Regions from separate parts of the Mus musculus genome. Here regions 2, 3, 4 and 5 are each linked to region 1. A link is a contact called in public HiChIP or PLAC-seq, Micro-C and promoter capture Hi-C data. All regions are on one chromosome and are shown on one strand. The core of a region is the stretch at or near the end of the contact, and the rest is flanking DNA. Distances in the headings are between cores, read along the strand shown.

Region 1 (5,493 bases), core at 753-3,252:
GAGATTCAAAATAACAGCAGCAAATTAAAAATTGATCAGCCACATAGAGTTTTAACTGTAGCCATGATTAGAGTTGTAACTGTAGCCATGAGTGGTCAGGTAGGAAAACTCAAGTACTAAAATAAGAGAATGATTCTCAGAGTGCAATCCACTGAGAGGAGGCAGGTAATACCTTAGGACAGGTAAAGACAAAACCAACATCAGAAGGTCCACTCCCCTGGGGGTGGGGTCCGGAGGGAGCAGGATAGCTCATCTTTGCGGGTGCAAGCAGAAGATATCACCTTAGACATCTCTGTCTGTAGCCCTTTCGCTTTCTATAGCATTGATGCTTGCAAAAGGCTGGGAGCCATTTTCAGCTTATGGTTGGGCTGCAGGAACCGCAGAACAGGAACTTCACTGGGGCGGGAGATAAAGACAAAAGTCTCTTGTGAGGCTTTGTTTAGTGTCTTAATTCATTTGTATCTTTAGTCAGCTTTAAAGGAACAGCTGCTGCTTTTAATAGGCTGCTGTTCTCTTGACTTTCTCCCATTAACTTTGCTCTCTAGAGGGTGTAGGACCGTCAGGGTAGTGGATACACCCTGTTTTGCTTGCTGGACTCTTCTGGGACCTCAATCCAGGCTTTCAAGCAGAGTCTGGGACTATGTCTTTGTTTTAAATCAGAAATATTATGACCTGTCTCAAAAGCTTGTACATATTAAATAGGATCAAGTATCCCATTGCATGCATCTAGACGAGGGCAAAGTTGACTTCCTCACTTCTGGCTATTGAGTTAGTGGACTTTTCAAGTCCAGGCAGTGGCTTTCACTATTTCTTCCTACAGTCAAATACTTTCCTTCTTTTTCACCCCTCCTAACTTCCCACCTAAGAGACTTAGTCATTACCTTATCTTTACTGAATGGTTGATGTGGACCAGAGGCTGGGTACTAGCTTTAGAATTTCTCAGACCCTATGAGCTAGTTATATTTAAATTGAGATTTATTAGAGGGAAGGTTGCTGTCTAATCCCTGGGTGATCTGCCTAGGTACAGTTAGTTGTTGGGCCAGGATTTGATTCTAGGGCTTTCTGAGTTCAGAGCTCAGAATTGCACCAATCACACTCCCCTGGCGTCACAGATTTCCTATCCTCACAGCAGCCTATAGAATGCTAAATCTGTCCCACAGCTAGGTTACCATTTCAGAAACTCCTGTATCTCTTCTCAAAACTACTGCTCCCAGGAAAGGTGATTCCCGATCTTCCCAGAGTCTTCTGTAGCCACCCATAGGCTCTCAGAGCACAGGATGAAAATGGGAGTAGGGTGGGGGTGGGGTAAGGGTGGGGGTGGGGGGCAGCAAAACCGACAAAGCCAGAAGGGAGCAAGACAGGGGCGGGGAGGGGGGGGAAGCACAAAAATTCAAAAGGCAAGTATTTACTGAGCACCCGAGGATCAAAATCTCAAGCGAGTGTCTTTAAGTCTCAGAGTCCTCAGAACAACTCCCAGACCACAGAGCAGCTCATCCTTGGAGAAGGGGACAAGGCCCAACAGATCTGGGTGAGTGACTTCCAGCCACCCTCACTCACATGGCACAGGTTTCCTAGGTTTGGTTCCTAGGGTTGTGGTAGTGAAAACGGAAGCTGTTCTCTGCCTGGTGGTCTTTTAGGAACGGACTAGGAGCACTGTGAGATCTTCGGAGCCTCCGTGAAGAAAAAGTGTTTAGTAACTGCAAGTTTGCAAGACTACACTCCTGTTTCCTTCCTTTTGACTTTTAGGACACACCTTCCTCCCCCGTGAGCCAATCCAAGCGAATGATTTCGGAGTAATCGCGCTCTGCACGCCCAGCTAGCCTAGCGAACAGCCCAAACTCCTTCGTGTCACACCTGGAAGAGTCACCCGCAGCTGCCCCCGCGCTAGCTGGGAGGCGGCTCCAAGGTGACGCGACCGCCTCCTCCCCTTTAAGGCGGGGCTCACAAGGGGGTGGCCGAGGAAGTCCCGCGGCTCTTGGGAAGCTCCTGTGTCCTTTGCATCAGGGATACTTGGTGTTCTCCCGAGCAGTGACCACAGCCATAAGGGACAGCAACGCTGGATCCCACGCAAGTGAGGGGCGCGCGCCCGCCGCCCTGTGCTGGCCTGGGGACTCAGCCTCAGACAGGTGAGATTGGTGGGTCACCTGGTCATGCGTATGGGCAGGGTAGCAGGGTCCTGAACAGTCTGATACTGAGGCTAGACTTCTTTCTGCTTTTAGCCAAAATGGGAAGTTACCGATTTTAGGGTCCGGGGATGGGATTTAATGTCATTCCTAACCCGTGGTTGCCGGCTGGGGGTTAAGAGAAGTGTCTTTTGGCCCAGAGACAAGCATGAAGTGTTGGCGAACTTGTGTTGGCAGTCTGTCACAGCGTTTCTTAACATTTTAAAGGCCGCACAGCAGGGCTTCCCGGAGTCCGGTGGAGTTATCACCCCATTGCTTCCCGAATCTGGACTTTGTAGAGGTCAGTCCTTTGATTGGATGGGCTCTGGTGCATTCCGAGTTCCTGAAGATGTAGAGACTCGCGTTTCTGTCTTTGCGTTGGCATTTGCTCACTTCCAGGACTGTGGAAAAACCTTAGAGTAAGCATAGGTTATGAGCTCTCAGCCACATTATCAAACAAAGCAAAAGTGATGACGATTGAAATGAATTTGCAAAACGAATGTTTCTGCAGTTCGTTCCCTAACGTTGTCTACGCTGTCCAGTTGTTAAATAAAGCTCAGATTTCACAAGATGAGTTTTCTCTGTAAATGGACTAGCTCCTCTGCGGTATGAGGATCCCAGCTGCACCTGGATGCTGGATCCTGCGTGCCCTCCAAGCTACAAGCCTTCAGACATTTTAGGTGCTAAAGAGCTGCTCCGTGAACCCTGGGGCATTAGAGCTTTGGTTTCTCCAGGCATATGAAAATGCAGTCACGATTTATTCTTTGGGGTCTCTGGATGATGATACAATCAGTATTCAAGGCCTTGACTGGGTCAGTGGCAATTCAATTAAACAAATATTGTACACCTGCTAAAGGCAAGCCATCTAAAGAAGAGGCTGAGCTAGTGTTTGGTAGCCAGGTGTTGAGACAAAGGAAGGGAGGGTCCTAGAATGTCTACAGCTTACAGGTGGTGTTTAGAAAAGCCTGGGGCCACATTGATGATTGCTTCAGTATGGTCACCTCAGGTAAAAGGTGCCATATAGGGAAAATGTAAGTCTTAAAGGAGTGTGGCATAAGCCACATTGAAAATAATGATGAAACCTGTCAGTAAATAAAGTTAAGAATTAATGAGGACCAATTATATAAAGGGTTCTATAGGTAAATAGGGCCCAATTATATAAACAGACACTTCATCTTATGGCATAAAATACACATAGTAGACATTAATTCCACCATACAGATGAGAAGTGGAGGCAAAAGACAAGCCAGTAGGTTGGACAAGGAGGTGACCTAGAAATGGAAAATGGATACACCTGTGTGCTGTTTTGATAATCCATGCTGTAGTAAGATCAAGCGATGCAGATGTCTGAAAGATTGGCTGGAAATGAGAATTCAATTATTTTCTCAAAATCTGCTGCCTCAGGTTAAAGTAGGCTGAAGTGAGAACCAGTGGTTTTGTTGTTATTGTGCTGGTAAACTGTGCCCTACCCGGGAAAAGTAGATGGATGGCTATTTTTTTGTTTTGTTTTGTTTTGTTTTGTTTTTTGGTTTTGTTTTGGGGGGGGAATGATTATGTCACTTCTTTAGTCTATCTTAAAAGGACTAATATGTACAAGTGGGGTTGGTAACTTCATATGTATTCTTTCTATGACATATATTAACATACTTCAACAATTTAGCTTAATTTCTTTCCTTAGCTGGGAAGTGACTAAAGGTATCATTGTCCCATGGAAATGACCTTGTGTTTACAAGTAAATACAGTAACATATTTTAACAGTTTAGCCTAATTTCTTCCCATAGCTGGGAAGGGCATAAAGGTATCATTGTTCCTTTGGAAATGACCTTGTGTTTGTATGTAAATCCATCTCTTATTAATAGATGAATACCATTAAAAGACTGCATCTGTCTTTCCTCCAGCCTATCTCAGGAAACAGAGCACATTGTGCAGCCTTGGCAAGGCATCCTGAGCATCCTCATGTCCTGGTTGTGTAGACGTTATTGCACCTCTGCTGACCACATCTCATAGTGCATGCAACATGGAGCTTCTAATTAATGTTATTACGCTCTGTAAAATAAGTAAAGCTAGAACTCAGAATCCTGTCTATTTCCTGTCAAGGAGAATGTTAGCATTCTTAAAACCTTTTTCGCAATTACTGCTAACTGAACACAAAAATCAAAGGTGTCCACAGTTTAATTATTTTTTTGAGGTGTTGCCAGTTAACTGATGAGAAATGGCTTTTGCCTCTGTTGAAAGATCAGATTACACATTCGGCCTGGATCACATGGGTTTGGTTTCTCTATTTCCAATGAAATTGACAGGGCATCCTGAATTCCTCTTTATGAACCTTTAACATCATCTGCAGGAGGTGTGTATAAACCCACACTTGATTTGATTACAGACCAATGGAGATAGAGCTGGACCAGAAGACTGACGAGATGGAGAAATAGTCAGAAAATCCAAAGGGCAAAAGTGTGTTTGGACACTTTTGTGGGGCTGAGGATTCTGTGTGTCCTGAAAGGCAAAGCATTTGGGCACCCTCTTGGAGAAAACCAACACAAAATTCAAGTATGAAGGTGAATATTTATTTAAATGAGGATGAACTAGAGAAGAACTCGAGTCTCTCTCTCTTTCCCTCTCTCTCCGTTGCAATCTTATTGGGCAATTTATCAGAAATGTTTACAGAGCAATGCTTCCTGTTTGTTGTCTGGCTTCCTCTCTCTTGAGACTTCTTAGCATTTAACAGCTGCTTGGACCACAGAGCCCAATACAGGTCTTAGGCTACAGCTAAGTGAGGGACAACTTGGTGTTTGGAGGCCAAGGACTTCTAGACCCTTGAACAGAGAAGAGCTAGCTGGGTGGAGCGGCAGAGACTCCTGGATTGTTAGAGACTTTTAGCACCTATGCCTAATGAGCAACCTAGATATGACCTCTAAGGTCTTCCAGGGATCTCTTGTCTGTTTAGTTACCATTTGCTAAGGATTTCCTGTATCTTAAAGTGAGCTAAGGGTCTTAGTGCTCAGTTCTCATTGTCTTCAGGACAGGGCTCCACTCATTACAGTGCAGATGGTGCCGTCATGAAGGATCTATGGGAGCCTTTGCATGACTTCAGGTGACTGAGATTGTAGTTGGTGGGTCACTGAGTAGGAAGGGTTTTGTAGGTGGGCAGAGGGCTACAAGAAACCTGAATATCTGTTGTTCCATGATGTTTTCATTGACGTAATGGTGTACCTTACTCAGTTCTCATGGTAACTTCAGACCATCTGCATGAGCATCCACAAGATAGCTCATTAGATGTGCATATGCTCAGACCGTACTCCAGGGCTTGGGTGCTGTCTATGAGCATGGAGGT
Region 2 (5,493 bases), core at 1,220-3,719, 1.2 Mb before region 1:
ACAAATGGACAGTGGAATTTACTTCCTAAAGACTTGTTACATGTCATGTACATTTTTGACATCTGGAGAAGACTCTACAATTCTACAAATGGTAGTTTGTATTCCTGGAATTTCTTGCAGTTTGATCTGAAGTGACCTTATGGAATGTTAACTTTAATAAAATCTCTAAAACTTAAAAATTTCTCAGTTTGGGCCTTTTATAAATTTTTTCAGTGGACGTTTTCATTAAATGTTCATTTTACCTTGATAACATTTTGACCTTTATAGCTGCTGCTTTTCATTAAAGTATACTAAATAAAGCTGGTAAAATGGAATGGTTTTGTTTGTTTGGGATTTATGTGTATTAGAAAACCTGGATTTTTCCCGTGATTAAGTGGAATGGTCCTTTGGTTAAAATAGATATATTCTCTCTCCCCCTTCCCCCTTTCTTCTATTTAAAAAAAAAATTATTTTTATTTATTTTTTATTTTTTCAGGACAGGGTTTCTCTGTGTATCCTTGGCTGTCCTGCAACTCTGTCTGTAGACCAGCCAGGCCTGGAATTTGCAGTGATCTTCCTGCCTCTGCCTCCTGAGTGCTGGGATTAAAGCTATATACACCCAGTTTGGCTGGCTTTTTATTATAGGGTTTGAATAAATTCCTTTGAGTTTGGGTCATTTCAAAATATCTTGCATTTTAATCATTGGGTAATGGTAACTTTGAATGTGTCAGGAGATTATAGTGAATATATAATATAAAACAAAGTGCTGGTCTCATTTCCTGTATAGTCCAAGACAGTCTCAGTGTCTTTCAATTTTTGTTGATGAAAGTCGTCCTTTGCCATGTGAAATGCTCATCTGAATATTTGAGTTATACTAATTTGTATTGTATTGTCTTATATTAGAGGTGTATTTTTAAAGTCTTTGGGTATACATTAAAGGGCTTACCTAATATGACAGTGTAATTTATTTACATTTGAAAAAAATTCTTGTTTTTCTTGTTTTGTGCAGTTGGGAGTTTAAATGAATTATACCATGCTTTAGATTGGTTACCCATGGTTGAAATCAAATGCCAGATTTTCATTGATTGCTACTTTGGTAATAAATTTGATAAAGCAGTGATGGGGACTTTGTTGACCAAATGACGATTGGTGGTGTTTTTCTCAGTATATAGAACAAAGAATGAAATAGTCTGTTATTAATGTAAACTACCTTAGAATACACATCTGTGGTTAATACAGATGCAGTGTTTGTTCTTTGGATGATGTGAGGTGGTTGATATTTGTAAATTGAAAACTTGAGTTTTTGGATTTTGATGGAAATATGTTTGTAGACTTGAAACTGATTTTTTACATTTTCTTAGATTTAACATAATTACGTTTGGTAGTGAAACTAAAATGAATTCGTTTGCTGGAGTGTCATGGTTTTGACCAGTAGGGTTCAGTAAAGGAATGTTTTTAGTTTTTTCGGCATTTGTATGTGGTTGGTTACTTGTGTGCATGGGAGAGAATACTTTGTTGCATTTGTAATTTTGTTTCTATAGACCTCGTGCTTCCATCTGGAGGGGGTTTGTCTTTGACAGTTGATAATTGGCTGGTAGATGTGGCCTATTTAAGTGGCGGTGATTGATGAAATGTGAGTGTACTTAGAATTCGATTTCAAACATGAGTGAAAGGGTTCTTTTGATTTTGGAGTTGAGGTTGAGTGTTTGATTTAAAGGTGACCAAGGTTGGTGTAATTTCTTGAATTCGAAGTTATTAATTATGCCCAAATATATGTAAGAAGTAAATATGTTTGATGTGTGGCACTTCCAAGATTAATGGTTTACAAAGAAGTTTGTTTCTTCTGGGGGGGAAAATGGTTGTATTAACTTTTGCTCTACTGCAGTTGAACACTAGGGAGGCGCTCTTGAGTTGTAAAAAATTACCCCTTCCTTCCAGTTGAGGTGGAAAATTCCCCCTTAATCTTTAGATGTTTTTAGGCACCATAAAGAAGGCAAGAGTTGATTTAATTTATGGTGTTGAAATGTTGCTTCTATTTACAAGCCATTTTACCCATGGTGGGGTGTTAATTATTTTAAAGATTAGTTCTTAAACTGAGCTTTAGAGTCTCTTGAAATTATCTTTATTTCAAAATGGCTTGATAAAACTCCACTTCCTGTCCAGGGAGGAAGTTATTTTAGCTCAAGGACTGAAATATTTAGCAGATCTTTAGACAAAAGGAACAAATTACATTTCTCTCTGGCTTAAAAAGGGTGCTTGAGCCAGAGGGGGTTAAGAAGCCCTTCCCCCTCCCTCTGATGGAGTGGTCTGGAGGGGCAGGGAGGTGTGGAGTTGGGGGTCTTCTGGCTCTCTTGGATGGAGAATCTGGTTCTTTTTCTTTCTTTCTTTCTTTTTTTTTTTTTTTTGGTGGAGATGAAGGGGTGGGTCTATGGTACATCACCTGAGTTGTGGGGTAAATGTAGAGAGTGTCAATCAAAGGCAGAGCTCTCAGAGCTGGGAAGGAGGCTCTAGATGGCGGCTGTGCCTTAGAGAGAGCGCGCTTTGCTCCCTGCTTCGGTTCACTTTACGCAACTTTCCCTAACTTTCGGGCAGCCTCAGGGGGCCCCCGCAGCCCCCTGCCTCTTCTAGTGACTTACTGGGGTCGATCCGAACCTTTTTTTGGGAGAAAAGCTGCTTTTAGGAGCTTTCTTTTCGTGCCTTGTTGGAAGAAGCTGCCGTATTGAGAGCCCAGGTCGTTGTTTTTTCCAGCTTAGAAGCCATGGCGCACCTCCATTTTTGTGCGCTCTCCTAATGAGGTTTTTTTTTCCCCTTCCGGACCTGTTTTAGTATTAATTATTGCTTTATTTTTTGACAAGTCAACATATTTGAGGATTATTTCATTTACTTTTTGTTTTTTAACGGAGAATTTTGCGTTTTTAAAAATTATTTTGGATCGGATATTTTTCTACTACTAGATAGGACTCTTGCTTTGGACCTACTACATGGATCAGGTAAGTCCATGATAATCAGTGATAATTTTAAAAAAATTAATGTTGAACTTGGCTTTATTTACTGTAAATATGAGAAATTCCTGGATGACGCAATAAGATAGAGAGATTGTTATTTGTATCCAGTGTGTTACTTTTGAGAAACTTTCCTTATTGATAGTGATGCTTCTGTCGTTCAGTTTATCCCCCTCTCATTTTAAAACGGAAAAATAGAAATATTTTGTTTTTCTGGTGTTTATCGTTGTTGCATTACATGAATATCGCTAACATCGTCAGGACTTTGTTCCTGATAATAAAACCATCCGCAGAAGCTGGGACCTCACCTTTCTTTCAACTTTTGACAGTAAATACCTGGGCACAGGACTTCAAAGCAAACACAGATTCCCCCTCCCCCTTAATATTTAAGAATTAAAAGATGATGAGAAATAAGGACAAAAGCCAAGAGGAGGACAGTTCGCTACACAGCAATGCATCGAGGTATGAGCTATCAACTTTCTTTCTTTCTTTCTTTTTTTTTTTTTTTCGGGAAACCTCAGCTTACACTTGTTTACTTTGACAGACATGGATTGCTGTCTGTATTTCAAGAATTTTCTAACTTGGGTTGGTTTTTAAAGCGTGACCTTGAGATTGCTAACATGCCACACCCTGATTTTTTGGTATCAATTTATGAAAGTTGAGTTGTGACTTAAGGCCTCTTACAGCATTCAGAAGGTAATGTACTTTTCTCCGGAGGGGCCTTTCCTAGAAACTGTAGTTTTTCTGTCAGTAAATTTTCAGGTTTTAGGTTTTCATGCTGCAGAAAAATGACCTTGTCTGTTTAGCCATTGCTGCATTGCACCATTTTACATACAAGGCAAATTTTTTTCTTTGAAGAATCTGGGATATTCAAACTTGTAACCGAGGGCCATAGAGCAGCCTGGTAGTAGTAAATTATAGTAAATAGACATTTGAGAAAGTTATATGAATGAAAAAATGTACATTTAAAAACACAATCACAAATAGGACCCCTTGACTGATGCCTTTCAGTTTATATTTTTGATTGTTTCTTTTGATACACGTGACAATTAAAATTTTTTTTATGACTTATCAAAACCTTAATAAATAGTTCCTGAGATCATTAAATCTGTAACCACAAAAATTTTGGAATGCTATTAATACTTAAGCTTTGTGTTTGTTACTATGGCAATGTAATTGTATTTTTTATGCTTAAAATATTACAAGGTTTATGTTTGTGTATATTAAGACAGTTCTTTCTGGTTGATAATAATTGTATTTTATTTTATCCTTATGTTTTAGTTGGTGCTGCTTTAAATGTATCCATTTATTTTGACAGTGTCCTGTAATGCTTTCTCTTCTGAAGCTTTTTAATGTGCTGTTTGTTTAAATCATGATTTCTCCTTCATTCTTTGAAGTAGCTTATCAGTGGCTGAAGTAATAAAGCATATAAGATATTTTTTGTTGTATGACTGTATCTTTATGTTAATTTAAAAATGTGAATGCATTTCTGGATGTGTTCTTAAGAATTGTCATGTCATAGTTTTAAAATCATGCAGCTAACAAGAATGTGATTGGTATATGATCCAATTTTGATTTTACTTTATAATTTTACATAAAATTCTTGTTTAAATTAGCTTTTAAATTTTGAAGTGTGGAATATAGTTTTTTACAAATTGATGAGTTTACTCTTTACTAAAAATATTTTGAGCCTTGCGTTAAAAAATACATTTCCAAATTTCTATACAAATTGAGTAGTTACAATTTTGGATCTCTTTTAAGTTGCTTTTGTCATTACTGGGTCAAGGACAGAAAGCTTCTAATGCAAGACGAATTCTCTGGAAAGCCACAGTGTGAAGGCATAGGAAGCTTCAATGCATTTGACAGTCAGGAAAGACCCAGAGTTAGACTTGTTACCCCCTTGAGTATATGATTTGCATATTCTCACCAGGGTTTTGGCTTTCTTATGCAAGGTTTTTTGTTTCATTGATCAGACTGCTCTAACTCTTGAAGTGATGTCTTTGAATAAACTTAGTATTATTTGGGTAATAACTTGGGCATTGTGATGCATTTAATTCCTTTAGTCAAAACAAGAAGCAGGTTTTTACTGTTTTTGCCAAGTATACTTTAAATCATATATTTGATGAATGTCCAGAATACTCCAGACTTGTTGAAGATGGAGTTACTTTTAAATTACTGTTACTCTTAAGTTATATACATTATTAATGCATGTATACAGTTATGACATCACTTCCTTTAAAGATTGTAAAGTTTAAAGAATGTTTGTGTTTTGTGTGATGATATTTCTCCGGAGTTGAAATTTATGTTGCCCTTGTGTAGCTAGGTGTTCCTGTGTCATCCAGTAGGTTGACACTGTAGAGAATTAATTTTTGAAAAAATAGTGTTTAGGGAACACAACTAAAACCACCACCTTTGCAGCCTGATACTGCAGGGATTGAAAGGAATTGCTTTCAGATCAAATACACTTGAGAGACTGCGATCAGCAAAAGTTTTAAGTTTTCCTGTTTTTGAA
Region 3 (5,493 bases), core at 1,643-4,142, 1.2 Mb before region 1:
TGAATGCACACTATCAACCCAGATACCCCGACGGCCCAGTTTCCATAGACGTTTCTTAAGTGACCTCAGTTCTAGTCTGGCAGACAGTGGCGCTACCAGGGCATTTCCCTCTCAGCGGCATGCTACTGTGCCTACCTCTCAACCTACGAAACCTATGTTTTGTGGCTCGCAAGAGTGTCGTTTTTAAAAAAAAGATTTATTTATTTTACTTATGAATACACTGTCGCTGCCTTCAGACACACCAGAAGAGGGCATCGGATCCCATTACAGATGGTTGTAAGCCACCATGTGGTTGCTGGGAATTGAACTCAGGACCTCTGGAAGAGCAGTCAGTGCTCTTAACCGCTGAGCCATCTCTCTAGCTCTGTTTTTGTCATTTTTGAAATTACTACCTTTTATTTAGAAGGGGGCATTTGGTACTTATTAAACAGGTGTGACTTAGTAGACAGTTCGTAGTGTTCCAGTGAGGTCAGAGAGTTCCTTAAATACTCGGAGCTATACAGTTTTACCTCATTTGAATGAAGGGACCTATGTCAAGGGACCCTTGATTATGTGAAAATATGTAAAACACTTGGTATATGTATGGTACCAAAAAATACAGAAGTAAAGGTTGACAGTTATAGGAAAGTAAAGCATGATCTGCAGCACAAGAATAAAGTGAATTTGAAGATGTGAATGCTAACTTGCCGAAATTATGGTGTGAAGACATATCACCAGAAGAATTAACAAAACAATTTCTGTGGCAGTTTTCAGTGTTCTAAGTCTGTCTTTGCTTTTCTCTCTGTTAAGTCGTTCAGCTTCTGAAGAAGTGTCGGGGTCAGACTCAGGCAGTCAGTCGGAAAGTGAGCAGGGCAGCGAGCCCGGAAGTGGACATGGCAGCGAGTCCAATAGCAGTTCGGAGTCTTCTGAGAGCCAATCAGAGTCTGAGAGTGAATCGGCAGGTTCCAAATCCCAGCCAGTCCTTCCGGAAGCCAAAGAGAAGCCTGCCTCTAAGAAGGAACGGATAGCTGATGTGAAGAAGGTATCATACTCTCGAGCTGGATATTGCAAATTTGCTACTATCTAGGACCCGCTAGCAGAGTATTTCCATAGAAGGTTGAATACTATGCCCTTTTGTCTGTTTCTGCAGATAGGTACTCATAGACCTTGGGCTAGCCTGGAACTTGCTTGCAGTACAGCCAAGGCTGGCTTTCCACCCTTGACCCTCCTGCACCAGTCCTTGACGTGCTGAGAGTGTAGGCGTGCACTATCATGAGCTGGCCAGTTCTTCCCTCCCTACCTTGTCCTTTGTTTCCAGACAGGGCCTTACTGTGGAGTCTAGTGTGGCCTGGAACTCCTCCGTCCTTGCGCTGGGATTATAGGCCTGGGCTATAATCACTGCTGTAGCATTTTCCTTGTTTGAGTAATAGAAAACAAACCATGCAACAGCCTGAACAAAGGCAATTGTAGTTATCTTTTTGCTTATTAAAAAAGTATCTTGACGCAAAGAATTCAAAAGACAAAAATTAAGGTGCATAACATTTTCACATTGATTCCAAACCTTGGAATACATTTCTTTTTTTGGTGAAAAAGAATTATGTGATTGTGTGACTTCATCAGAAGGTGTCTGAACTTTTCTGGGGGTGGGAGGGAGGTGGACATAGGATATCATGTAGTCTACGTGGTCAGGATGACTCTGAACCACTCCTTCCCGTGCCTGCTGTTGGGATAAGAGGCTTGTGTTAGCCGGGCGTGGTGACACATGCCTTTTATCCCAGCACTTGGGAGGCAGGTGGATTTCTGAGTTCGAGGCCAGCCTGGTCCACAAAGTGAGTTTCAGGACAGCCAGGGCTATACAGAGAAAGTCTGACTCAAAAAAAAAAAAAAAAAAAAAAAAAAAGGCATGTGTTATCTTTTTTTGTGGTGTTGGGTTTGAGCATTGCTGATAAATAAGTACGTCATCAGCTTAGGTACTTCCCAGCCCACCACATAGGAACTTGTAAGATTTTATTTGAGGGCTGGTGAGATGGCTCAGTGGGTAAGAGCACCTGACTGCTCTTCCAAAGGTCCAGAGTTCAAATCCCAGCAACCACATGGTGGCTCACAACCATCTGTAATGAGATCTGACTCCCTCTTCTGGAGTGTCAGAAGACAACTGCAGTATTCTTACATGTAATAAATAAATCTTTAATAAATAAATAAATATAAAGATTTTATTTGAGAGATGTGTGTGAACAAAATACTTTGCTTTCACTTTAAAAAAAATAACATCTGAATAAAGTTTTGTTGTCTTTTAAATTTAAGCTACAGTCTAAAATGCAATTTTGTATTCATATTACTTTTCATATTATAGATGATATTAAATTGTAGGCAGTAGTGAAAAATTTCAGAGTATATGAAGTTAAAAGTCAGCCACTTGGAGCTCTTAAGGCAGAGGAGTTGTTTTAGTGTTCAGCAGAGTTGCTGCACAATGGTATTTGGCATTTATGTGGCATCAGATGGCTGATGGCTAGGAGTAGGGAAATTTACATTAGAGTTTGTTTGTTTACTTACTTATTGATGTGAGACAGGATCTCTCTATAAATCCATGACTGGCCTGCAACACTGTGTAGCCCAGGCACCTCAAACTCACAGCTGCCTCTGTCTTTATAGTATTGTGATTAAACACATGTGCCAAGATACCTGGCTTTGTGTGTGTGTATGTCTTACTTTGTAGCCCTGGCTGTCCTGGAACTATGTAGATCAGGCTGCCCTAAACTCATAGAGATCCCCATGCCTCAGCTGCCCAGGTACTGGGACTAAATGGCATATGCCACTACACCCTTGGCTTGTTTTTATTTACTGCCTACAGGCAGTTGTATGGAACTATGAGTAGCTTGGAGTCCTCACAGTCAGTAAAGGCGTCACAAGTTTTCTGCTGAGTCATACACAGAGTTTCTCCTCTGTAGCTGGGTGTGGGCAGAAAGGCTGGAGCACAAGCCTCCTTCTCTCCTTTCCCAGGTTGGCCCCCTGTGTGGTGAGCAGCTAGTTATCTGCCTCTTTCACTGTACTCCTAACTCCTGCCTGGGTATTTGGGATAATTCTAAAGTCATTATTTTGGGAATACATTGAATTACAGAATTACATTGGGTTCTAGTTCTGAAATGCCTATTCTTGGGCCACTTGTAACTTTTAAAAGTTGTTTTCTGTATCTGATTTTTGTTTGTTTGTTTGTTTGTTTGGTAGGTTGTTTTTTATTGTTTAATATTCTCTCCTTTGCTTAGTAATACTGTGGGGGTCTTGTTTGTTTTTTGGTTGATCTTTTATGAATTTTTGCTTTTTTACCCCATTTTCTACTTGTTTTTTCCCTAGTTAGGATTTCAGTCTTTAGCTCTGGCTGTCTTGGAATTCACTGTGTAGACTAGGCTGTCTGACTTTGAAAGCACACTGATGTGCCTGTCGATGCCTCCTAAGCACTGGGATTAAAGGCATGCTGCACCGTGCGTGCCTGGCGAGGCATGGGCAATGTAGTCATTATATTCAGACTTTGAAGAGAAACAGCGGGACCTGTTTCCAGTGCTGTCCTAGACTTGGAAATGCCTCCTGTTGTGGGAGTCATGCTCTCTCCCTGCCCTGCCCATTATACCTGGATGCTTTGTGATTGATTTCCTATTACAGTTTCAGAGAGAAATAGCCACATGGCTTAGAATGTTTACTGGCTGGCTCCCTAGAGAAAACACCCTTCCTTCCCTGTAAACATTCACTGGCTGTGCTGGCTTCTTGTCCTCTGCATATACATTGCTCTGAATTTCTGAATGTTTTCATGACATTTACTTCAGTTTCTGTTGTGTTGTGTTGTTTTGTTTTGTTTTGTTTTTCGAGACAGGGTTTCTCTGTATAGCCCTGGCTGTCCTGGAACTCACTTTGTAGACCAGGCTGGCCTTGAACTCAGAAATTTACCTGCCTCTGCCTCTTGAGTGCTGGGACTAAAGGCGTGCGCCACCATGCCGGGCTAGTGTCTGTTTTTAATAAGAGCCATAATCCTGCTTTTGCTTTTCTAACATCTCTTCCACATGTTTAAACATGATTAAACATCTTCACACCAGTGTGCCACAGTCCATTCAGATTCCTTTTGCTCTTCTGTGATTTTTATCTAAAAAGCACAGAGCATTTGTAAGCATAATAATCTCTGGGGAAGAGAGTAGAAAAACTAAACTCCTCAGCTGGACCCTCCTGTAGAGTTACATTTTCAAATCCTTGGTGAGAGGCAGAGTGCTAACTGCTGCTAGTGGGCTAGGACAGGTATACCAGGGCGAATGCAGAGGAGGCCCTCATCTGCAGATCCTGGCTGGCTACTCTGCCTTGTGGCATGGATTCGGTGATGCCCCTCTGCTTGGCTTTTTTGTTTTTGTTTGTTGTTTCTAAGTTGAAACTGTAAGCATCAGGAAATTTAGAATTCCTCCATACTTTACATTTACTGGAAGAAATCAGGGTCACGTTTTAGTTTAGCAGTGTTTGGGATACAGTTAATAGCGGCGAAGGACGTTTAAGTCCTTCATTAGGATAATACTTAACTCTTTTGAAAGGATACTACTTTCTCTCAAATGTAGCAAAACAACCCTTTGGATATTTACATGACTTTGTTTGATTGAAATAAATGTTCTGATAATGAAAATAGCGAGTAGAGTTAGGGAAAGGACTCAATGTGCAATCTATTCATTTTGCAGATGTGGGAAGAATATCCTGATGTTTATGGGGTTAGGAGGTCAAATCGAAGCAGACAAGAACCATCACGATTTAATGTTAAGGAAGAGGTAAGAAAAGACGGATTCAAGGATTTGCACTTCAGTTCCCTTTTCACCCCATCTGCGACTGGTGTGTTTTACTATTAAAGAGACAGCTTCAGGTGTGGCAGTTTAAAGCGCCTCTAATCGGGCCTTTCTGTGATAAGTAGGGCAAGAAGTTAAGTAAAAACTACTCACCAAATAAGTCATGTTTCAATCCAGTAGTTATGGTGTCGGATGCTTTTAATTAGAACTTGACTTTGAGTGAAGTTGATTGTGGTAAGTTGACTTTAGACATCTTGTATTCTGTCTTAAGTGAGTGACTTATCTGCTGAACACATGGAACATGGAAGTGGTTTGGATTCACTTCAGAGAAAGGAAAGAGGGTGCTCAGTGTATTTTGTATTTCCTAGTTCATGTAAGTTGTAGTGTGAGAGAGAAAGTTATTTTCTAATATACTCATATTCTGGTCTCATTAACTTGAGATGGAATACTTTTTTTTAGTGATGGGGCAGAACCTTGGTTCTTGAGCATGCTCAGCAAGCACCCTATCTCTTACCTCCGTCCCCAGTGCCCAGATTTGTGACTTTTAAAGTCAGTATTGTGTACTGGGTTCTTACATCTATAGAGTTGCCCTTGTTTCATGCTTTCCAGATTGTATCACTATTTTGTGAAATCTCTCCATATTAGATTTGTAGAGTAAATTCTGAAGGGCTATTCTTACTCCTGTCTTAGTGAAATGTCCCCTTTC
Region 4 (5,493 bases), core at 1,525-4,024, 1.1 Mb before region 1:
CCTTCTCTTTCTTTTTTTGTTTAAAGGATTTCAGGCAGTAAACTGGGCCTTCTGAGGCCAGTGTTCATGCACACATTGCTCCAGTGTGTGACACATCTTATAGCAGTTACAGCAGCTTGTGCCAACAAAGGAGAGCCAGCCCTGAACGCTTTCTGCTTGGCAGGAGGATGCTCACTGCCCCACAGTGGCAGGCTAACGCTCTTTTTCTGGGCATTACACACAAGAGAGTGGCATTCACCTCACTTGATAGCCAATAGGCCCAGAGTGGACATGATTAGAATCTCAAACATTTTCCTCTTTCTTTCTTTCTTTCTTTCTTTCTTTCTTTCTTTCTTTCTTTCTTTCTTTCTTTCTTTCCTTCCTTCCTTCCTTCCTTCTTTCTTTCTTTCTTTCTTTCATTCCTCCCCCCCCCCCTTGTTTGTTTGTTTGGTTTTTTTGTTTTTTTTTTTGTTTTTTGTTTTTTTTTTTTGGTTTTTCGAGACAGGGTTTCTCTGTGTAGTCCTGGCTGTCCTGGAACTCACTCTGTAGACCAGGCTGGCCTCAAACTCAGAAATCCACCTGCCTCTGCCTCCCATGTGATGAGATTAAAGGCATGCGCCACCATTGCCCGGCTTTCCTATTTCTTTTTTAAAAAAATACTTTTTACATGTGTGTGTGTGTGTGTGTGTGTATTATGCAGGCATGGATGTGTGCACGTGTATATCCCATAGCACGTATGTGGAGGTTTGAGAACAGCCTGTAGGAATCGGTCTCCTACCACGTGGGTTGTGGGACTAACTCAGGTGGTTAGTATTGGTGGCAAGCCCCTTCACCCTTCTGAGCCATTCAGCAACCCTGTTTTTCTATTTCTAATCATTCTGGGGCTGAGGAACCTCCTGGGGTCCCCTTTGACTCTCACGACCTGGGACCTGGAGAATTACCTCATCTAAGTACAAAGGTGCCTCACGGATCTTGGCCCCCTTCACAAGCTCAGCCGAAGGCACTGTTTGTCTTGAACTATCATTAACCCTCCAATCTTCAGCTATAATCTTGAGAATGATATCTGGACCAAGAGAGTCCATAGGCCTGCAGAAACGGTGGCCCTGTCTGGACTCACCCACAGGAACCCCCTGAACATGTCCTAAAATCGCTAGGGCAGAAAGGGTGCTTCCTGTCCCGGATGCTTCCAGCTGCTTCTCGGGGAGTTCTTTCCGTGCCCTCCTGTAGAACCCCCCAGATCTAGGCTAAAATGTAATGGCCCCACCCCACTTTCGGTATCTGATATACACAGAGGTGCCCCAGGCTTCCTTCTCCGTGCTACCTTCTCTGGCAGCTGCTCCTCTGGGAGCCTTGAGTAACCTGGCCAGCTTCATTCAGGGCCTCAGGAAGGTGGCTACAGGACACATCTTTCCCGCATCGGTCCATCAATCTCCCATAAACAGGCCCTCCTCATCTTGATTCTGTCTTTCTCTCACTCAGTTCTTCTATTTCTAATCACTGTGGGGCTGAGGAAGCTTCTTGGGTCCCTGTTGACTCTCACACTACCCGGTGAATTGCACCTCTTGATAATCTTTGCTGATACCATCATGCAACATTCCAGAATTTGTAAGGCTAGCCCCGCCTAAGCATAGAGTGTGTTCCGAGAACAGCACTCACACTGAAAGCATCTTTTGAGACTTCAGATGTCATGCGTACACCGCGCCCCGCCCAACCCCACCTGTGTCCAACTCTGTCTGGTGGAACCCTGGGTCTCCCATGTATCCAGGGTTCAGGGAGCATGTATGCGCTCATAGCTGGCCACTCACATTTTAAAGGTAGAGCTCCACAGTGCCTCCCAATTGGATTGAGCCACATGGCTCAGGCTCAGATGTCATTACTTTTCGGTGGATGGCAACCCCTCTGGGAGGCAGAAAGTCAAAGCAGGATCTCAGAATACTAAATGGACCCGCATGATAAGGAAAAAAAAATCTGCTCTGCTAGTACAGCAACAGATCCGTTTGTTCTCAAGTCCTCCTTTGAGCTGTTAATCAAGCCCAATCTTTCGGAATAATAGCCTGCTTATTACCACCCTGTTTGCATGACAAAGCATCCCAATAAAACTTATTTTGCCGGGGCCCAGAGGGGGTGTGAAGGATCAACCATGAGAAAGGAGTCTTAGGAATTCCTCGAGGCACTCCGGGGCCAGAGCCTAGGAATAAAGACAATGTAATTTGCCACCAAGAAAAGCCCAATAGACCAATAAATTACCCGCGTGCAAAGGGATTAGATCAGGTTTCAGAGGCCTAGGGGAGGGGCAGGGTACTACGGGAGGGAGACAGCCTTGCCTTCTCTTAAAGAGGTAAGTATCCCTTGGAACATAAGCTCCAGGGTCAAGACGTTTCCAACTCTGCCTGCACAGCGACTGTCTGAACTGATTTACTTGCTCGGAGATCTGGCTCCTGATGTGCGCTGGGAACTGTGATGGACGCCGTTCTCGGAACACACTCTGTGCTTAGGTGGGGCTGGCCTTAACGAATTCTGGAATGTTTCATCTAAGTCTGGATGGAGGCATGGCCTTATCAGTGAAGACTCTCAAGAGGCAGCTATTGCCCAACTTCAAATCACTGCCCTTTGCCGGTGCAACAGGAATCGTCCCGTCCCCCTCCCAGCCCCCACGCCCGCTAATCGGCTGGCATCCTGATAGATTCTGCCACCAGGGGGCACTAGATGAAAAAGGAAAGGTGTCCCTGGAGTCGCCACTGCTGGCGTTCCCACCACCCTTCTGCTCTCCTCCGGCCTCTAGCTTCTTTGCATGTGAGTGGCTCTGAGGTACTGTAAGCTCAGCAAGCTCTTTCTGTTCCCTTTGTCACTTGGCACTCTGAAGTGTAAGCGGTGTCCTGCTGTGTGCCTCGGCCTTTTGGAACCTTACGGTTCCCAAGCTTAGCTCCCTCGGTGGAACCGCCCTTGGGAGGGGGAGGGGAGTTCACCTTCCTGGCAAGCCTAGGAATGAAGCACCTGCAAGATGACCTCAGCCAGTGACGAGCTCCGAAAGAAAGCCCCAGCGGCAGGCAGCCCCAGCACCGGTGCTCTATCTTAGTGAACAGTAGGACTTAAGAGGCAATAGCTTCAGTTAGGACACAGGCGGGTGGAAGGAATCTTCTATAAGTCTGCCTGCCTCGGGGAGGGGCCAACCCTGAAGTCTGAAGTCTCCGTGTCCCTTTCCTCACTGTCCACCTAGTGCGGGAAGCAGACCTTAGATAGGATTCTGGAAACGGGTCGCATCAGCATCCTGAAGGAGGTAGGGGAAGGGCACTAAGTAGGGGTCTCCTGCTTATTCTAGTCCCACAGTAATGAATCTTGGTGGGCGTGGGGATGGAGTGGGGGTGTTACGGGACAAGGACAGATGCCCGAGGCTCCCTGTTGGCGCCGCTCCTGCAAGAATTTCACTCAATCATCCTGGCGTAAACACCCAGGTGTTTGGCCCCAGATCCTGAGAGGGACACACCCAGCAGACTGGATTTTTTCCCAGGTGCTGCGTAGCCTGCCTCACTTAATCTATCACTGCAGATCCTAGAAGGGATCACCGCTCCTGGGTGACATTCCAGGGCCAGGCAGCCTAAGGGCCCCAGAACCGCCACTTTATGGCAATGTGTTTCCCACCCGTTAGCTCTACTGGGAATTGTACGTGCTTCCTTCCGAGTCTGGTCAGGGGGACAAGGCTGAGAGCAAAAGGGAGCTTTGGGGAAAACCTCAGGTGACCCAGGAAGAGAAGGCAAAATTGTTGGGGGGCCGGGCCCTGGAGGGTGAACTCACTGCCTACCCAGCGTGGACAGAAGTGGCTAAGTGCCACTCCTAGAGCCGGGGGCAGGACAGTACTGCCTCCTCCGTCACACCCTGCCAAGGCTGCCCTGCCTCAGCCTCCACACATGCCAAGTTGTTGCAAGCACCCTTGATGACTGACTGCCAAGGAGAAGGGCACACCTCAGCTTTCCAAACAGGCCACCCTCCCCAGCTCCCACAGGAGCCGTGGAGAAACAGCGCTTGAGCAAGAAGGGTGGGCGTGGAAAGCCCTGACTCCGCCCTATAGTGGGAGGGCATAGGCTGCCTATCAACCGAAGGCTGAGAGCACGCCTGGGTAACGGGCCCATAGGGGGTCAAGCAAAGGGACAAGGTCCTCACCCCAGGAACATCCTGCTTTGGGGGAGAAATAAAACAGCCCTGGGCACGAGTGGTAAGGGAGGTAAGAAAGGTTTTCCCAGGACAATGAAGCTGCAGGTGAGAGCTGTGGTGGTTCTGGTTGAAGCATGACCCCTGTTACTAACTCCAGGCTCACACCTGAGGTGACAGCTTTATAGTCAGGACTTTGCTTCCAGCCATCTAGGCTTTTGTGCTCAGCGGCAGGTCAAAACACCTCTGAGGAGAAGAAAAGAAAAAAAGAAACAAAAACCCACCACAGAGGCACACTGTCTCCCTCCCTGCAGTCTGCAGGTACTGGAAGAGCGCATGCCAGGCTGGTATCCAGGTGGGAGGCACAACGCTGAACTCCTTTCTATGTAGAATGGCCCTGTAGTAAGTGTCTAGGTGTCCTAGCATGAGTGAAACAGGTCAGGAGTCATCACTGAACCCCTGCTGGCATGTCTCCCTGCCCCGTGACAGTGCCCCAAAGCTCCCTTTTGCTCTCAGCCTTGTCCCCCTGACCAGGTTTCCATCTTGGAAACCAAAGTTAGAGGACCAGAAAGGACAGGAAAGGCCTTTGGGGGCTGAGAAAGCACTGCAATGCACTGTGGGAACTGGGAGGCCACTCTTCATACGGTTGCCCAGGATCACAGTCCCACAGTTCTTTCTTGCCCCAGCATTCCCTTCCCCCAACCCACATCTTAAGGCTCACCAGCTCAACAGCAGAGCTTCAACAGGCTATACAGCAAATTTAACAACCGTGTTTATCCAAAATCTGCAAAGGGCAGGAGTCTGGCATCTGCCACTGGGCACTGCTGGGTAACTGGCTGTGTGTAACGCCTCCTCCAGCTCTGCCTCCTCATCAGGAATGATGGTTCCTGAGGACACTCAGTCAAATTAACTGGGCGACTGGAAGCTCTTGGTTCTCTGTGGCCATGCAATCCACTGAAGAACTCTTAAGATTATTATTCTCCTCCCCGCAGCCGTATCTGGGAAAGTGTGAAGGTACTATGTTTGGAAGGACACTGTTAAATGCTAACTAGGAGTTGGTGAGAGGACAACTTTTTGAGTGCTTTTAAAAAAATCTTTTTTGGTCTTTGGCTTTTTAAAATGTCTACTGCTTTTATAATCAGAAACAGTATTTGGGGGAGATATGGGGTGTTTAGGCCAGAGGTAGTCCTGTGGAAACAAAAGCCAGAATCAAAAGAAATTAACCCCCCCCCCAAAAAAAAAACCCTAATGGCTTTGTAGCTTCCAGGACTATGATGAACAAGCTTGGGAGTGTGGGGGAGGAGGGAAGAAAAGGGCAGAAAATAGGCTCCCATCCTTAACATATAGAATTAGAGGCTGAGAAGACAG
Region 5 (5,493 bases), core at 1,541-4,040, 1.1 Mb before region 1:
CTACACATCTCTGGAATCCTTTCTTCCCAGGAAATGAAAATGCCAGCCTGCTTCCTGGTAGCAGTGAGCATCCTGGCTTCATCATGCCCTGTCCTGGTGTCAGGGATGCGCAGTTTCCACTTCTTTAATTTTGAACCTGGGCTGCCGAAGACTGCTGTAGAGCAGGCTCAGGAATCACATTCAGTAGGAACCTCCATGCCGCATTTCCTTCTGTATCCACCTACATCCCGGGCAGGCAGCAATGAAAGTCAGATATGCTCCCTTTATAAGATTCCAAGCTGGTCTAGGAACCCTTCTGTCATGTTATTAAACAAATATGTGAGAGTGGAGAGACAGAGCCAAGACAGGACAGCAGGGGTAGGATGGACAGATGAGCCACACGTGTATTAGGAGTGATAGATAGCGCCAGCCTTTATCTGCGAAGGAAATGAAGGGGCAGAGTTTTGGGGGAAAAAAGGAGATTTGGAACTTGGAATGTGGCCCAGCTGCTAAAGTGCTTGCCCGGCACCCAAAAAGCCTTGGGTTTGATTCCCAACAATGCATGTATTAGATGAGATAGGAGAATCAGAAGTTCAAGGTCATTTTTGGCTCCATAGACAAGTAAATAACAGCCTGGGACACATAAGACCTACGAGAAAAGAGCAAAGAAAGAGGCCGGATCCCTGCTTACTACCACTGAAGCCCAGAGGAGCCTCTCGGAGAAAGCGCTTTATCACAGGCAGAAAGCCAGGATGCCCTCCAAGGAGCCGGAGCGCCCTTCACACAGAGAACTCATTCCCTGCTAGTATCCGCAGGCCTGGAAGGTGGCAGCAAATCCAGCCATTAAAGAACGTGCAGCCTGCCCGCCGGGATGCGTGGGTGCCCCACCCAGAGCCTTTGTCCAACTGCTGCCATCCTGCCTGTCAGTCATTCCGGGAAGTAGGCCTGCCTGAACAGCAGAAATTCTTCCCCTTGTGTGTGTGAAAAAAACAAAAAACAAAAAACAAAACAAAACCAACCAAACAAACAAACAAAAAAACCAAGAGGCCATTTGGGGGTACACTGTTCCCTTTCAGTGGAGATGGCATGACGCTCTTTCCCGTTCTTCAGTTACCCTAAGAGCACACTTTAGCATCTAATCTCTTTTCTAAGAGTCAGGGCTTAACATTAACTTCACAAATCACTATATAGGTACAGATGAACTAGAGAGTAGTAAAGTGACCGTGACAGGCTTGCCAGATCCCTGGACCAGATGCCTAGGGACAAAGGCAGGTGACCGTTTACTTTATTTTTGCTAGAAGAACCCAAAACTACACAGAAGGGAATGGCAGTCCTGGAGGTGATATCCTGCCACTAATACAATTCGTCATTCGGTCCTGAGAGCTAAGCTCCGGGCAGCGGGTGCTCAAGCCCCGCTTACAGGATGGCCTGAGCACTAGAGAAACAGTCTTTCTGGACACGTTGGCTAGTTCCCATCTCTCCATCTCCTCATATAGGGGAACTTTGAGAACGCCCAACTTCATGGCTTGTGAGGAAGGTACAGATCACCATTTCCGCTAGATGGCGATATTTCCCCTAATCCATCCGCTTCAAGACACCCAATTTATAAAATAAATACAATCCAACGCCTTCCGAAACCACACCACATAATAACAGCACACAGGCTCCCATTAAAGTTCCAGTCTCAGGAAACTGACTCCCTCGTCGAGAAAATCTAATGCAACTACTCTAGTAAGATGCAATCAAGAGTTGCATCCAAGTGTCATTCATATTTGCACCGGTCCCCCAATACACCTGTCCCTCTACCCCTAGTTAACACTCAGGGATGAGCCATGGCTCAAGTCAGGCGCTGAGTCCTCGTGGTGCCTTGCCTTCCTCTTAGGAACGTCGGACCTTTTGGGACCCTTGCCCCTTAGCCACCACCCCAAGTCTAGCACACCGGACGCTCCTAAGCAAGGGTCACTCACACTGTACAATGTACAATGCCGACGGCCCCGGGGCAGGTGCGTTCATTTCCAGCTTCTGCAACCCGGGCCTGGGTTAAGTGAGAGAATCCGGTTTCACCGTGGGTCAGCGGGGTGATCAGATCTGTCAAGAGCTCTGTGGGTCAGGGGGGCTCTCGCCTCCGGAAGAGGTGGCCGCGCAGGAGAGAGAGCTCCAGGCGGTACACAGTGGGTGGGACAGGCGCCGGGTCTGCCCAGCCACGCGCAGCGCCTACTGCCCTCATGGCAGCATCTTAGGGGGCTGGGGGAAAAGAAAAAACACCAAACCACAAAACTTTCCTGCTGCCAAGTGCGAAGGCGAGTCATCCGAGGCAAAACCCTAAGTGTGTGAGATGAGACACCGGGTTGGGGGAGCCACTAATCAGTGAGGCGGCGGAGCGCAAGTGTCCGCAGCGCCTTGGGGACCTCAGGACCCCGTGCCCCCGCTGTCCGCGCTTACCTTGGCGGCTGCATGAGCCCCTCCAGCCCGCGGGGGGTTGGCGCTGGCGGGGCTGCGCGCGAAGACTAGGTGTAGGGCGGTCGCTCGTGGGCCCCTGGGTGAGGTGGGAGGGGCCCGGCTGGCGCTGGTCCCCGCAGCTCAGCGGACTCAGTAGCGACCCGGGGCGCTCCGCCTGCTCCCCGGCTGCATGCCTGCGAGCGCCTGGAGGAGCGAGCCTCAGGAGCGGCCGGCTGGCCAGTGCTTCCCGGGCGCAGGGCTCGGGCGGCGTAGCTTGCAGTTCCGAGACGCCTGCAGAGTAGGGCGGCCCGGGCTAACCTGCTGCCTCGCCCGGCCTGTCGCCGCCACCGCCACCGCTGAGCGCGGCGTCGCGAGGTTCGTTTGCGCGCGGCAGGGAGGGGGCGGGCCGGGCACCCCGGGAGCGGGCGGGGGGGCGAGCGCGGGCGGAGCGGAGCAGAGGGAGGGGGAGGGGTGGGGTCTGGGCTCCAAAGGCCCCGCCCCGCCGCGGTCCCACCCTTGCTGATCCGCGCTAGTGGGTGTGTGAGGACGTAGGGGGTGAGCCTGCAGAAAGCGCACACTCTCCCTGCGGGCTCGCGATCCCAGGGTTCGAGCAGCAAGTGCAGCGACCCTCCCTTCCGCTAACGCATCCAACTTTCTTAACCCTGAGCCAGGTGGCTTGGAGTCCACGTTTTCAACCTGGGAGCCTACGGTGGTTAGAGGTTTCCAATCGTGGATAAATATTGACATCTGCCGAAAGTCACCTTTGTTCTATAGGGATTTTACTCCTATTTAGAATCTTATTGGAAAAAATAAATAATATGTATATTGCATGCACAGTGCGCGAATACACGCAGTCTGGAGTAAACAGACTGTCTTGTACTCCCCCACCCCTCCCTCTGCAGTCCAGCTCAGAGGTAACCTCCGGTCACAGCGTCTTCCTCCCCCGCCCCGCACCCTTCTCGCATAGATTGCCAGAGGAAACTCCGGGCTTCTCAAAAGGATTCTTCATGCAGCTCACGCACACAGTGGAGAGCACAGCCAGCCGCCAGCAGCTCATCTCCAGGGTCTCACCCCAACACCACGTATAGGTCTGAAACCCTAGCTGGGGTGTGAAGTCAGCCGGGACACACAGCTCACACTCAAATTATCACTGAACAGTTAGCGCTGCCAGGATATTTTATACAGGGGTTACGACCCGATCTTCTCTTAATCTGAACCAAGCGCTGGAATTTTGATAGGATGAGAACTCTGTATTTAATGAAAAGGTATCGTCCGTATTAAGACCCTCGTCGTTATTTATGCTGTGGTCTTAAGGGATGTGGTTTTGAACTCAATGTTCTGCGTTTATTGGCCAAATGAATTAGACTAGTCTATAACTGAGCTATAAATAAACTCCATGTGCTTTTAGCAGGAAGGGATTGGGCCTTGCAGTTGGCCCCGTTTCTAAAATTAGCCTCGACCTTGGACAAATCTTTTAGGTCTGCTGAGCCTCAGTTTCCTTGTCTATAAATAAGGGAGTTGTACAAGAAAGTGTGTGTGTGTGTTTACATTTCCTTTTTGTACTCTATCATCCTCTGCTTGGGGACACTCCTCCAACCCTGTCCCCAATTCTCAAATCCCAGGTGTTGTTTTCCCTAGCTCTGACATCAATCTGTAATTATACCTTTATTTGTGGCCTTCTCATCATACTCAAGAGATCAGGAACCACCTTGGGGTCATCATGCCATCCTCAGCACCCAGGAGAGCCTGGTGTATAGCAGAGGCACAATAATTGTTATCACTTGGGTCATTTTCTTCCTCCTCCCCCTTGGGTTTTGGTTGTTTTGTTTTGTTTTGTTTTAACACTTTGCAGTCTTAGTCGTTTATTTCCTTTTTGTACATTAGGCCACGAATCTACATGCAATGGGCTCCAAAATCTCCGGCTCTTTTCCGTAGTCCTCACAAAGAGTGCTTCTCTGGATGGCACAGGCTGGCCCTTCAGCTGAGCCCAGGTGCCCTTCTCCTTAGCTTCCGTTTTCTTCTGATCGTTCTCCTTCACCCGCTTCAGGAGTTGTCTCTGCTCTTTGAGTGCTTGATGTGCTCAATCCGCACATTGATCCTCTCGGCCAACATCTTGCCCTTAACTTGCTTGTTTACAATTATGCCCATGGCATGCTAGTGACATTGTAGACTCTCCTGGGTTTGCTGTGGTAACACTTATGGGGCATTTCTTTTTGATCAGTGCACATTCCCTTGATGTCTACAATATCACCCTTCTTGTAGATTTGCATGTATGTGGCCAAAGGAACAACTCCATGTTTCCTAAAAGGCCTAGAGAACATGTACCCAGTGACTCTCCTCTTTCCCTTTGTGTTCGCCATTTTGGCGAGTTACTGGAAGATGGCAGCTGCCATGGCCGACCTCCCTCCACCCCCTGGGTTTTTAAAATGCTCTTTGGACATGACCAACATTTCACAATTCAAAAGCCATTGTTAGAAAGTAGCTGATAGGTTTTTTTCCCTCATTTTGGGGTATAAACAGTCCACTTCCTAGACCAAGAGGGATTGATCTCAGCTCAACCTTGGGTCAGTGGCGGAAGCCAGAGTGATTTACCTTGATGAGCATGGGGGGGTGAAGACAAGGACTATTAATGCCACTTGTTCCATACTCAGTTGTCACGGAACTCTCTGCACAGGCAGCTGAAATACTCCCATAAGCACTGACTTTAAATAAGGCCATGGGGTGTGTTGAGTGTGTCTATAACAACCATGCATGGCTTCAAGAACCATCTAGAAACATTCCTAATCTAAAACTCCACGGAACTTTTGTTTTTCTTTCAACTCTAAATTCCTTAGGAACAGGAAGCAGGCTAAAATGAGTTTAAGACCGTTTCGTTTGTTTGAAATACAGCGGTAGCAAACTAGGACGTGGAAGCCACAGGTATATCTATAGCAGGTTTTCTTCCTCCTTCCTCCCTTCCTCCTCCTCCCACCTTTTAGTTTATCTGTGTAGCCCGGCTGTCTTGGATTTTGCTCTATGCAGCAGGCTAGTCTCGAACGCAGAGATTTGCATACTTCTGCCTCCTGAGTGCAAGGA

What was found. Promoter capture Hi-C pulls out the DNA fragments that hold promoters and counts their contacts. Hi-C and Micro-C count contacts between places; a contact is called where the count stands out from the background. HiChIP or PLAC-seq counts read pairs in DNA pulled down with a chosen protein or histone mark.
Region 2: a promoter capture Hi-C map of pre-B cells shows a contact between it and region 1, with 6 times the contacts expected there. The contact joins the promoter of Chd2 here to the promoter of Mctp2 in region 1. A contact is called at or near these places in 2 of 39 promoter capture datasets (liver and pre-B cells) and 3 of 115 datasets of contacts at active chromatin or transcription factors (effector CD8 T cells, embryonic stem cells and pro-B cells).
Region 3: a promoter capture Hi-C map of pre-B cells shows a contact between it and region 1, with 6 times the contacts expected there. The contact joins the enhancer-like site here to the promoter of Mctp2 in region 1. A contact is called at or near these places in 3 of 39 promoter capture datasets (liver and pre-B cells), 2 of 115 datasets of contacts at active chromatin or transcription factors (effector CD8 T cells and embryonic stem cells) and 1 of 9 other capture datasets (embryonic stem cells).
Region 4: a contact with region 1 is called in an H3K4me3 HiChIP or PLAC-seq map of stem cell-derived neural progenitor cells, with 7 times the contacts expected there. The contact joins the enhancer-like site here to the promoter of Mctp2 in region 1. A contact is called at or near these places in 5 of 39 promoter capture datasets (embryonic stem cells, hippocampal neurons, liver and 1 more), 2 of 484 Hi-C or Micro-C datasets (LSK cells and Sertoli cells), 8 of 115 datasets of contacts at active chromatin or transcription factors (embryonic forebrain, embryonic stem cells, epiblast stem cells and 2 more) and 2 of 9 other capture datasets (embryonic stem cells and pancreatic islet).
Region 5: a contact with region 1 is called in a Micro-C map of embryonic stem cells, with 5 times the contacts expected there. The contact joins the promoter of Rgma here to the promoter of Mctp2 in region 1. A contact is called at or near these places in 5 of 39 promoter capture datasets (the 3T3-L1 cell line, hippocampal neurons, liver and 1 more), 3 of 484 Hi-C or Micro-C datasets (LSK cells, embryonic stem cells and liver), 6 of 115 datasets of contacts at active chromatin or transcription factors (astrocytes, embryonic forebrain, embryonic stem cells and 2 more) and 3 of 9 other capture datasets (adipose tissue, embryonic stem cells and pancreatic islet).

What each region holds. Positions count from the first base shown.
Region 1 is chr7:72,303,104-72,308,596 of GRCm38.p6, reverse strand. It overlaps Mctp2 (multiple C2 domains, transmembrane 2), which reads left to right and starts at 2,002. Exons shown (of 23, transcript NM_001024703.1): 1 at 2,002-2,126. It overlaps Gm39035 (a long non-coding RNA gene), which reads right to left and starts at 1,735. Exons shown (of 5, transcript XR_882214.2): 1 at 1,558-1,735.
Region 2 is chr7:73,538,722-73,544,214 of GRCm38.p6, reverse strand. Chd2 (chromodomain helicase DNA binding protein 2) reads left to right here and starts at 2,469. Exons shown (of 39, transcript NM_001081345.2): 1 at 2,469-2,969; 2 at 3,311-3,443. The coding sequence starts at 3,382. It overlaps Chaserr (CHD2 adjacent suppressive regulatory RNA), which reads left to right. Exons shown (of 5, transcript NR_037569.1): 5 at 1-4,417.
Region 3 is chr7:73,515,005-73,520,497 of GRCm38.p6, reverse strand. It overlaps Chd2 (chromodomain helicase DNA binding protein 2), which reads left to right. Exons shown (of 39, transcript NM_001081345.2): 3 at 790-1,021; 4 at 4,686-4,772. Among named protein-coding and RNA genes, the nearest start is that of Chd2, 24 kb to the left of the region's middle. Within about 2 kb of position 2,892, at least 150 of the 459 cell types and tissues checked have an H3K27ac peak or open chromatin away from gene starts, as enhancers often do. A contact at or near this core is called in embryonic stem cells, liver and pre-B cells, where this site is marked.
Region 4 is chr7:73,396,967-73,402,459 of GRCm38.p6, reverse strand. All of the region lies in intron 2 of Rgma (repulsive guidance molecule family member A), which reads right to left. It overlaps LOC115486533 (a long non-coding RNA gene), which reads right to left. Exons shown (of 2, transcript XR_003946803.1): 2 at 1-5,493. Among named protein-coding and RNA genes, the nearest start is that of A730056A06Rik, 24 kb to the right of the region's middle. Within about 2 kb of position 2,774, at least 133 of the 459 cell types and tissues checked have an H3K27ac peak or open chromatin away from gene starts, as enhancers often do. A contact at or near this core is called in Sertoli cells, embryonic forebrain, epiblast stem cells and 2 more, where this site is marked.
Region 5 is chr7:73,372,817-73,378,309 of GRCm38.p6, reverse strand. It overlaps Rgma (repulsive guidance molecule family member A), which reads right to left and starts at 2,790. Exons shown (of 4, transcript NM_177740.5): 1 at 2,422-2,790. The coding sequence starts at 2,435. It overlaps A730056A06Rik (RIKEN cDNA A730056A06 gene), which reads left to right and starts at 2,536. Exons shown (of 2, transcript NR_040325.1): 1 at 2,536-2,793.